Regions from separate parts of the Danio rerio genome. Here region 2 is linked to region 1. A link is a contact called in public Hi-C data. All regions are on one chromosome and are shown on one strand. Each heading gives the region's core, a stretch centred on a gene start, on an enhancer-like site or on the middle of the called end of the contact. The rest is flanking DNA. Distances are from core to core; before and after follow the strand shown.

Evidence for each region. A called contact is a pair of places that touch in the nucleus more often than the background predicts.
Region 2: a Hi-C map of embryo shows a contact between it and region 1, with 3 times the contacts expected there. The contact joins two enhancer-like sites. A contact is called at or near these places in 10 of 18 Hi-C or Micro-C datasets (caudal fin, embryo, fibroblasts and 2 more) and 1 of 4 datasets of contacts at active chromatin or transcription factors (caudal fin).

Annotation. Positions count from the first base shown.
Region 1 is chr2:25,121,847-25,124,546 of GRCz12tu, reverse strand. It overlaps a transcript of tox not described here. Among named protein-coding and RNA genes, the nearest start is that of ca8, 39 kb to the right of the region's middle. Within about 2 kb of position 1,301, at least 6 of the 62 cell types and tissues checked have an H3K27ac peak or open chromatin away from gene starts, as enhancers often do.
Region 2 is chr2:25,336,065-25,338,764 of GRCz12tu, reverse strand. No RefSeq gene overlaps it. Among named protein-coding and RNA genes, the nearest start is that of cyp7a1, 46 kb to the left of the region's middle. Within about 2 kb of position 1,349, at least 5 of the 62 cell types and tissues checked have an H3K27ac peak or open chromatin away from gene starts, as enhancers often do.

The DNA.
Region 1 (2,700 bases), core at 52-2,551:
ACATAGAAACGCCAACTGAGCCGATGCTTATGCGCATTTTGGATATATAAAAAAAATTATGAATAAATATGTTGATGGAAACGGCAAGATGCGCATAAATTTTTTAAATGTGCATAAAAAACTCATGCGCATAACTGAGTAGGATAAACTTTTTATTCGATAACAAAAGATGTGTATAAACTTCGATGGAAACACTTTTACCTCAAAAATTCCAGTATAAGCATTAAAAAAAGTCATGAGATTCTGTTATAAGAGATCATGTGATGATAAAAATGTGTGTAAATGGACAATTCAGCAGGCTGAGCACATTGTAAAACATCTGAAGTGTTGTTTTGGTCATTCTAAAACACCTTAATCATTTCACCAGTAGTGTTATTATATTATTAATGACCTTCAGAACTGTAAAGAGCGTCTGTGTTCTGCGTCTCATGGCTTCAAACGCCACCAGGTGTTCATTGCGTAGCATCTTCTGAGTTGAAAGTCATTTATTAAATAAAGAAAAGATTTCCACAGCTTCCCCTACTGCAGCAAATTCCGGTTTTACTGTTGATATTTGGCGCAAGGTAATCAAGAAGTGACAATTTTGTTCCCTTTGACTTGTTGGATGGAAACACTGCTTTATTCGCACATCTTTTATGTAATAATCCAGTTTTGCGCATAAATTTAATTTACATAGAAACATATTTATTGACACTAATTCAGGAACTGAACAAGTCACTTTTAGAACCATTTAATAAATCACCCAACCACTTAGATCATTTAGAGTTATTTTCACCAATGTAGTGACAAAAACGAAGACGCCGGCAAGTGCTGCACCTAAAATAGAAGTTAATCTAAGTCAATTCTGATTAAACTACAAGAGCTGAATCTCAGCACTAGTGTGAAACGCACTAATAATGAATCTCTGCGGAGCTTTTCTTTTATATCTCATCTGCCCAAAAACGCTCACTGATGTTCTCAACAGCCTCATTTGCACACATATCCGATGAAGCCCGCAACTGTTACAAACATAAAACATTGTGTGAAAACATAACAGCGCTTTGTTTTTGTTTTGCCACTGCTAGATTCTGACAACTGTGTAAACTGCCCACACAATCTAATTGCAGAGCAAACGGCAAAAATGATTTGAATATTCTCTTAAACCCAATGTTGTTCTCTTCGGAGCCTGTGGGCAGAATTACAAGGCCATGTTCTTGTGCTCCCCAGTCCTGTGTTGTCAAGCACACTCAATTCCATTTGGCAGTGAGTGATCAATATCTCTCTCTCTCTTTCTCCCCATCCCCCTCTCTTCTTCCATACTGCACATTTATATCTCCCTCATTGGCATAAAGATATGGACGTTATAGCAACCCACAGCTCATTGGTTAGAAATGGTAGTTATTTTTAGAGCAGCTTAATGGAACAATAGTCATTCCTCTCTCTCTCTCTCCCTCTCTTTCTCTGCACACATTCTCTCTTTTGGGCACAAAGGTCATGGTGAAATGGATTAGATTTTGTTGTTTGATTTATATCTGTTGTTATTATGTCCCTTTCAGAATCCCATTCCAGTAAAATGCTGATCCGCAGCGCATATGAATTATTTTCTGCTATATACAGAATGATGTGTCCACAAATAGAGCGTACTATGATTGTGATTTCTCCGTGTAGTCCTCGTTCTCATTAGAATACCCTATCATTAAATTCTTTTTCTGTAATACTTCTCCATCTGAGTGTCTGTGAAGGTGTAGTAGCCCGGGGCATTGGGGACCCTTGGGATTTACTACTCCATCCGAGGAATTTCTCTCTCTCTCCATTTATTTTTTTTTTAACTATGGTCCTTCTCTATTCACATGTGAGAGGAAAAAAAGAAAGAAAGTAGTGATTTGATATCTGTGCTGAAGGAATGTAAAGGGACCCTCTGTCTCCATCGTGGCATACAGTATATTTTTGTTGCTAAAATGAGTAGTAATGCGGATGGGAATTGCACTCGGTTTACAAGGGCGTTGAGTTGTCCCTCGGCCCATGAAGCAACCATCTGTTTGGGCTTTAAGCTCTTTTGTATTAAAGCTGTAATAGCAAAAGGTCATTCCGGGAATGACATCAATAAACTTGTGAATTAATGCAAAACAAAAGGGGGAAGCGATACCTCTGTACTCGAGGGTACATCTGGGTGCACCTAATCTTCTGCTATGGAAACAAATCAATTAGAGCCACTGCAATTACGTCTGATGTGAACAATGCTGAGTTTTACAGAGAAATGTTTTAATGTTCCAGCACAATTAAAGGGATGCTTCATGCAAAAAGAGGAAAGAAAATTCAGTCATCATTAATGAGTCTCCACTTGTTCCAAACCTGTTTAAGCTTCTTCTGTTGAATGTACAAAAGAGAGATATTTTGAAGAATGTTGGAAAATAGTACTGTTTACTAATAGTACTTTGTTCACTACTGTAAATGTCGATGGCTGACAAAATAGTAACCAACATACCTACAGTTTCCAGCATTCTTCAAAGTGTATTTTGTGTGTGTTCAGCTTAGAAGCACCACTTCTGATGGTGAATAAATGGAAAGCATTTTGTTTTTGGGTGAACTATCCTTTAAACTGAAATAAATATGCATACAGCATGTTCCAAAGATCAAAGTGTACATTAAACTGTGAATCTACACAATTTGTCTCTATTATATTTTGTTTCAAAAGCTACTAAATAAATAAATCTTAATTAA
Region 2 (2,700 bases), core at 100-2,599, 210 kb before region 1:
GGACACAACATTAATTTGATAACAATTTTAGAAGTAAATAAATGGACAAATGGTTTTAACAAGGGGAAGATGATTGAAATGATGTAATTTTATATTTATTATACATATTATTGTATTTATACTGTTTGATTGATTGCATTTTATGTTGGTATATTTTATTTGCTATTATTGTTGTTGTTGTTGTTGTTGTTGTTGTTATTATTATTATTATTACCAATTCCCTGAAATCCCAAGCAATTCTACAAACATTGCTTTCAAACATTAATATGCCATTCATGAATTTAATTAGGTTTTACCCTAAAGCACTACAATTAGTTGAAATCATGGTTTTGGCACGTCTTACGATAAAAATGACAAAGATTACTCAAATCATCTATCTGCTATTAGGGTTTCCCCAGACACAAAATTGAAATTTAAGGGACCAAAATGTGAATTTAATTTGATTTTAATTTAAACATTTATTATTTTAGCTAAATATTGTAAAAAAAAAAAAGAGCATTTGTTTGTTTTGTAACCATTACCAAACTATACATTTTCATATAAAGAGAGAACTGTTGTGTTTTTGGAAATTGAGAGCTTGGGGGAAACCTGTGACTGTTTCTTGTGTATCTTTTTCTTAAATTAATTTGTATTAAATATATTTAAATAAACTTTTAAACTGTAATAATACTTCACAATAACACTATTTGCTGTATTTTTAAACAAACACTTGCAGACTTATTAAGAGAAAAAAAATCATATTTTAACCCCGCTCACACCCCCTTCTTTTTATTACACAGTGGTTAAATCACCCACTGCAAGCTTGCCAGGTTTGGCTTATTGTTTTAACATGTTTATTTACACAAAGAGCCTGGGAAGCACGAGTCAACATTGATCATAATCTCCTTAACAGTTTATGGCAACAGCAACATTTTTGTGTTGTCCAGGATACATTTCACGAGTACAGAAGCCTAACTATTATACATTTGGTGAGAACTGATGGTGATTTAAAATGAAATGAGTTTGTGTGTAGGAGTGTTTCGTATGCTGTCTATGCAGAAAAGGGCTTGTTTCGGCTGTTCTCTCTCTTTGTTTTGGATGAAGTGATAAGGATCAGGCAGGGTTACATTAGTCACCTATTGCTCCATCTGCTAGCCCTTCCTAGTCACAACACAAAATCACTTTGTCGCTCATAACGACCATTTTCCTGTCAGCAAAACTGTTTTACCTGGACCACGAATCTCCATTTGACGGTGGAAAAACATATATGAGTATTATTTGTTACACAGACCTGTGGAACTCTTTATAATCTCGCCAATCTCTGATGTTGTTCTGCGTTTGGCCACGAGATGGCAATATTTTGCCATCACTAAAACTGAACTCCATTACAACGAATGTAACGAGTTTTTCAAAAAACAGCCAGCTAGCTTGAATACATACAGACAATTACTGAGATCTATCTTTAGCTTTTAGTGACACCCCTATAAAAAGTCTGTATGCTGGACATTGCTCAATTAGTGGTTAGGGTCAAAAGGAAGATTAGGCATTGCTTTACCTTGACAATTCAGTAACAACTGTACAGTTGTTTTTTGATTTGCAACAATTGATGATTGCAGATTCTCAAGGTTTAATAATTAACCTTCTACGTTCAGTCAATTCAATTTAATGGCCAACAATAAAAAACAGCGATTAGATAATTTTGCTAGGACAAGTAGGCTATTGCATTACTCGAGTTTAGTATGTAGCATGCTAGTATTTAAGTGTGAAGTAACTTTTACTTTATTGTTCTTGTTTTGTCTACTCACTGTAGTACTTACTACTTTATTAATAACAAATTATGCATAACTAAGTGCAAATAACATGAGCCAAACCTTTTCTTAACCCCATGCAGTTATGGAACAATTAGGAGATCACTTGAAAATTCTAGAAATGTCTGATGAAAATATTGTCATTTAGATCCTTTCTGTCACAGAAAATGACAGTTGTTCAGAATAACAAATGTTGTCATTTTATATTCTACCAAACATTCATTTTCTTTACTCTTTTCTTTTGAATTTTCAAATCCCTGCTGGAAAACAACAGCTTAAACCAGCCTAAACTGGTTGGCTGGTTTTAGCTGGTCGATTAGCCTGGTTTTAGAAGAGTTTTGGCCAGTTCCAGGCTGGTTTCCAGCCGTTTCCAGCCTGGTCAGGCTGGAAAATGCCCAGCTAAAACCAGCTAAACCAGCCTGGTTTGGGCTGGGCTTCCAGGCTGTCTAGGCTGGTCAAGCTGATTTTAGCTGGTCATCTCCCAGCCTGACCAGCTAAGACCAGGCTGGAAATGGCTGAAAATCAGCTTAGAAATGGCCAAAAATGACAGCCATATTGAAGTGTCATTTCAAACCAAGTGTTTGTATGTATAGAAGTGCTTTCGGAGGGCGATATGTCCTGTTTGAAATGCAACGCATATATTCATTGGCTGTTCCTCAATTACAAGACCGCAGGAAACATGCATTCTAGTAGAGACTGATTTACCCAGTTACCTTCATATTGGCTCATCCCTATGAGGTCCATCTGAAGGGTTTAGAGCATAGCGATGTGCCTTTCTCATCAAGCAACTTCCCTGCTCATTCAGTTGTATTTTTTTTTAATTTCTTCATTCCAAAAGCCTCATTGATGTGGCCAGTTTCGAGTACCTCAGTTTAAAAAGGAAGCTTGGAAATGGCCAAAAACCCTCTAAAAC